Regions from separate parts of the Mus musculus genome. Here region 2 is linked to region 1. A link is a contact called in public promoter capture Hi-C data. All regions are on one chromosome and are shown on one strand. The core of a region is the stretch at or near the end of the contact, and the rest is flanking DNA. Distances in the headings are between cores, read along the strand shown.

Evidence for each region. Promoter capture Hi-C pulls out the DNA fragments that hold promoters and counts their contacts.
Region 2: a contact with region 1 is called in a promoter capture Hi-C map of liver, with 5 times the contacts expected there. The contact joins the promoter of C9 here to the enhancer-like site in region 1. A contact is called at or near these places in 12 of 39 promoter capture datasets (the 3T3-L1 cell line, 3T3-L1-derived adipocytes, the C10 cell line and 6 more), 6 of 484 Hi-C or Micro-C datasets (bone marrow-derived macrophages and liver), 3 of 115 datasets of contacts at active chromatin or transcription factors (fibro-adipogenic progenitors and liver) and 3 of 9 other capture datasets (adipose tissue, liver and macrophages).

Annotation. Positions count from the first base shown.
Region 1 is chr15:6,216,537-6,219,608 of GRCm38.p6, reverse strand. No RefSeq gene overlaps it. Among named protein-coding and RNA genes, the nearest start is that of Gm23139, 67 kb to the right of the region's middle. Within about 2 kb of position 1,293, at least 3 of the 459 cell types and tissues checked have an H3K27ac peak or open chromatin away from gene starts, as enhancers often do. A contact at or near this core is called in liver, where this site is marked.
Region 2 is chr15:6,443,969-6,446,745 of GRCm38.p6, reverse strand. C9 (complement component 9) reads right to left here and starts at 1,400. Exons shown (of 11, transcript NM_013485.3): 1 at 1,263-1,400. The coding sequence starts at 1,345.

The DNA.
Region 1 (3,072 bases), core at 44-2,543:
AATTTTATTTTATTTATTTCTTATTAGATATTTTCTTTATATACATTTCAAATGCTATCCCGAAAGTTCCCTATATCCTGCCTCTGCCCTGCTCCCCTACCCACCCACTCCCACTTCTTGGCCTTGGAGTTCCCCTGTATTGGGGCATATAAATACCAAGGGGGCTCTCTTCCCAGTGATGGCAGACTAGGCCATCTTCTGTTACATATGCAGCTAGAGATACGAGCTCTGGGGGTACTGGTTAGTTCATATTGTTAGAACATGCTTTCAATAAAGTGTAATACCTTACTTTCTAAGAAAGAAGGGTTCCTAGTGTCTGACTGATCACAGTTCTGTTCCGAGCACATCCACTCCTGTTTCTAGACTATCTGGCACTTTTTGCTTCCCTCTCTTGCTGTGTGGGTCAGCTGTTACAAGGGGAAAGTTGGCAGAGTCTTAACATTTGGAATTTTATTGCTTTGGTCTACTTTCTGAAATATGGTCTTTCTATAATATGTAGCTCAGACTAGCATCCAACTCACCATGCACACTCCTCATTCTCCTCAGCGCTGGGGTCACAGACAAGTGCCACTAAAGCCTGCCAACGTTTGGACCTTTATGAGACTCTCATCAGTACACTTACCTGCTTCTGACTTAGTCCAAAGGATATCTTGGGGACAAATGGATATAATACAGTTTTGGTAAGTTGTAGTCCTTCTACAACCTAAAGTTCTCAAACACAACCACCAAACATTTTTTTCTTTTCCAAAAAGATATATTAGTAAGAATTAATTAGGTAGGAACGGCTGACGCTGCAGTGGCTCTGCCTTGCCTTGCCAGCCAGGAATGCTCAGGGAAAGCAGCTTCTTTATCGTGGCTACAGAACAAGAGTCCGCTCCAGTGAGTGGAGGCATGTGGTGAGCTGTAGCCTCTGTGGAAAGGGACAACTTACACTTATCAAGAACAACTCTCGTAGGTATTCTCTTCAGACTGTAGGTCAATGTTTTCTTCATGGGCTGTGCCTTTACAAAATCAAATGGACACATACATGCTTAGATTTAATATAGGATCCCTTAGTGTGAGTTACTTTATCTGTTTTTCTCCAAAATGAAAGATTCTTTAAGTTATTGGAAGTCCTCTTCAGACATGAACACAGAGAGTTCTGAAGTGTCATAAAGAACATTTCCCTGTAAGCCAAGAGAATTGATTCTTTGTTTTTTTCCTTCAAGGAGTTGAACCAAGATGAACCAATACCAAGCTGATTGAGCAAGGTACCAGATTATACTTCAACAAAACTAATGCTCATTTTGACCTTTAATCCATGCTTGGTAGCCACTGTGAACATTTTTATCTAATCTGTTCGTCTCTGCAAACAGTTTCAGGTATTTGTTTTTATCAAGAACAACCTGTCAATGGGAGGAGAAGCCCTTGGTATTGCGAAGATCATATGCCCCAGTACAGGGGATTGCCAGGGCCAAAAAATGAGAGTGGGTGGGTTGGGAAGCACGGTGGGGGGAGGGTATAGGGGGCTTTGGGGATAGCATTTGAAATGTAAATGAAGAAAATATCTGATAAAAATTCCCTAATAAAAAAAAAATAAAAGAACAACCTGACATCAGTGGACATGGAGGTCAGCCCCAGTCAACACAGTATTTTGAGTCAGCGCTTCCCAGTTCTTTTTTGGAGGAGGTAGTAAAAGCTGTCATTTTCAAAAAGGGTGTCTAACAAATGGTATAAAACTAGAATTAAAGAAAAAATCCTGGAGGATAAACCTTTGAAGGAAAAACTTTGCTGTTGCTGTTAGCTTCAGGATCTGAAACAAACATTCCGTTTTGCCAGTATTGTGTGGAGCCGAGACTCCAGCTTTCTTTCTTTACTCCTAGAAATGATTTCTTGGCCCAAGGTGATTTTTTTAATATATATATATATATATATATATATTTAAAGATTCATTTATTTAATATAATGTGAATACTCTGTAAGCCAGAAGAGAGTGTATCAGATCACATTATAGATGGTTGTGAGCCACCATGTGGTTGCTGGGAATTGAACCTAGGTCCTCTGGAAGAGCAACCAGTGCTCTTACCTGCTAAGCCATGTCTCCAGCCTAAGGTGATGTTTTACTCATCTCTTTAGAATGCGACAGATCATTTCAACCTTGACAAACAAAAACTTCATGCATGGAAGTTTCCCAACCATGGGATGACATTCTCACTTGCTTCCTTTAGGCAAGGAAAAATCATATGACCATATAGATTTATGTCTTGGGGTTGTTTATAAAAGTGATCTAAATGTGAACTGGAGGAAAATTTATTGAATTTTGGCCAAACATCATGAGAAGGAGAGTGTGAGAATAAGGGAGAACTTCAAGATAAAATACTTACCTCAAAGAACTTACTATGCTGGAGAAATATGGAGTTGAGCAATTTTGTAATATGACTTTAACATGTTCAAACGATTCTGAAATGGTGGTGATGTTTCACTATTACCTCCTCATAAGGCCAAAATCCTGCATAGGAATCAGACAAAACCAGTTTGAGGATGGTGGTGTGGATGGAAGTTGTGGTCAGTGGAGTAGGCAAGGCTATACCTCAGCTGGTTACACATGCTTTAGGCATCCTGTTATAACCTTGAAGCATCTCAGAGATTGTCCCTACAAAGCTCTGGTATATGGACTTGAAATCTACATCTGGCAGATGACCAACACATCTGGTGAAGTTTGCAGCTAAATCTACAGAGCCTGCAGGTGAGTGAGAAGTCACTAGTACCTCAGGAGAGGTGACCTTAGGCCAAAGGTTTCTAGAACATAGGAAGCCTATTGAACAAAGCAGTCCTCTCGGGTGATCATTTCTTTCCCTAGGATCTTGGAGGAGCACAGGTATCTGTTGTTGATTTCTTCTCTGTACCCATCAGGGTTAGGCTGTCACTGGTTGGTTGGTTTGCTGCCAACAGCTTCCTGGGAAATCTAGTTCTTTGCCTAACAGGTGCCCAAGAGGTAGATCTCCTGGGTAGTTCCGATGAATCTCCCTTCTAATAATAGCCTGGGTCTGTAGTTCATGAAACTGAAGAATATTGCCTTTATAGAAAAGGGAT
Region 2 (2,777 bases), core at 151-2,650, 230 kb before region 1:
GCTTTGGTTAAACTTAGGGGAATTGAACTGGACACAGGACATGATTAATGCAGACGGAGGAAGAGTGTCCAGGCATGTGTTGGTGTTGGGGCAATTTTCTGTTCTGTCCTCAGAGAACAAGCTATAATGGACTACATGGGTTTGTGTCTTCTGTGATATTTACATGGAAGGAAGGGAGAGCTTCAAGCAGCCGTGATCTCTAGCACTTCTGGGTGCAGTGATGTGCAAGAGGCTTTTACTGTCCCCTTGATTTATTGGCTGGGTGTATTTGGCATGGTGTCACACTCTGTTTTCTGTTGCTGACACAGAATGCCTGATGTGGGTGATGCATACAGGAGAGAATTTTACTCTTCTCACAATTCTCATGACTACAAATTGCAAACAGGCATCTGGACAGGATTCCTGTGGTTGTGTCCTAACATGGTCACTAGAAGCAAAATGGGAAGTTCCTGTATTCAGAAGAGTCACATATGTAAGGAGACATGAGTTGGAGGAAGAACCTAGCCAGACAGATCTGCTAGGAGCCACTCCTGCTAGGCTTGGCCCATTCCTCAGAGATAGTCCATTTATGACTGTGGAATCCTGAGACCTTCTACCCCTTAAGAGCTCCACCACCTCTTTCTGCTGCCACACCAGGGGACTGAGTTTCCAGCACATGCAACCTCGGGGACACCCTTATACCTTATGGGTTTTGCAAACCCAAGAAGCATCGGATAAGAAGGAAATAAAGAGGCCGTGCTGGAAGCAGAACCATCGAAGCTGTACCATGGCAATTCTTGGGTAGAGCAAATAGACCCTCAGACCCAGGAACCAAAATGTGGACCACGGAATGGAATGTCACAGAAGAGAAGACAAGACAAATAGTTAGCCTTTGCTTAATGTGGGGGCCAAAGGGCCATGCAGCCAACAGTTAAAAATTATTAGGTTTTGAGATAAAGGACACAAATATTAACTTTCCTCATTGTGAATTTCTCAGCCCATAGACACTGATCAGCACTGATTTATCAGAAACTGGAGACAACCGTTTCTTTTTCCCTCTGATCCTAAATGTTTAAAGGAAATATCTTAGCATTAACATTTCAGTCCCTCCTTTAGCACAAACACCCAGAAGCATGAATACACTTGTTTAGAAAGTTGAAATCCTGGGTGTTGTATAGGTCACTGTTTAGCTTAACCTTTATTGTCCCTACTTTGCTGTTAAGCCCTGGACAGCAGATTCCACAGTAGAATTCCAGAGATAAACAGACAAGCTATGGACTCACCTGGAAACGGGTATTGGCATCTGTGCATTGACACCCAAGGCAAAGATGGCAAGGGCTAAGGTGATGGCCATGCCTGAGGCCATGCTGCTCCTCCTGGGGAGCCCTGGAGGCTTGCAAAGCATTCCTTTGCAGCCGGAGGACAAGGGGCAGTTCTGTTCTGGGTTTTGTTCATAGGTGTTGGCTTAGGCTAAGTGTCAAGGTCCAACCAATGGAGAGTCATTGTAATTCCTGACTGCTATTTTCCCTTATTGACAAAGTGTCATTATGCAATAAACCAAAAAAAAAAAAAAAAAATGCCAAGGTGGGGAAAAATTAGGAGCTGGGTTAAAAATAAAGCAACCAATAAAACAAAATCCTAGCAGTTCTTTCCTTGGGAGACTCTGGAAGGGAAGCTAAAGAGAGAGGTATAATTTGTGGGAGAGACCTATGGATTATTCTTATAGAGTCCTAGGCTCAGAATAACTACAGAAAGAACACAATGAAAGATGAGGCATAGGTGGGGGATATTCTAAGCACCTCTCCCTCTGAAAGTCAGATATGTGGCTTGTTTCCACCCAAGCAAGGTAACGTGTGGAAATGTAAGCTTTTTGTGTATAAGTTACACACCTCTTATATGTATATTTTTCTGAAAAATGCAAAGTAAGCACCACAAGGCTTTAGCAACAGCCACCAAATGGATTTGGCCTGATTATGATGGAAGCACACACCAAAAGGATAGGATTATCCTCTGCCATAAGGAACACTGCTTGCCTGACATCTCCACATTCTCCAGGGCCATTGAGAGGGAAAGGTTCTGGAAGCGCTGATGGGTGTGGACCGTGCAACCTCTCTGAGAGCACTGATTAGTCAGGAGAATGACCCAGGGATGTTGCAAGTGTGGAAGGCTGTTAGTCTTTATCTTACTCAAATTTAACTGACTGGGGCTTCTCAATTCTTCCTAATGTGTGGCTAGGGTTGGGACTTAGAATACACAATGGGTGTAGAGAGATATCTGATGTGTTGGAGGTTTGTGGGTAATATATTATGAATTTACAATGTCTCATGACACTCTTTTTATCTAGTGTTTTGTTTGTTTGGGGCAGGGTCTGATAGGGTAGTTCAGGCTAGCCTGAGACTTGCTGCAGCCCTTCTGCCTAGACCCAGTTGCTACAGTTACAGGTATGAGCACATACCCAGCTGTTCCTAGCAGTTTTGTTTTGTGGAGGCAGATTTGCCTCAAACCCTCCCCTTGCATAGTTGAGGATGACCTTCAACTCCTGATCATTCTGTATCCATTCCCCAAGGATGGAGACTGCAGGCTTGCACCAAGTTGCATGGCTCCCTGATACAGTTCTTAAGAGACATTCATAGAAAATGATTAATTACAATAGAGCAAATCTTGAATATTAGCATAGGCAAAGGTAAAACAGATGTCTGTCTGGTTGGTGGGATGACAGAGCTAGTTATTTTAGGACCATCTTACCTATGCCACTGAGAGAAAAGTCTCTGATCTCCCTTTTCTTAATTCCTCCTTTT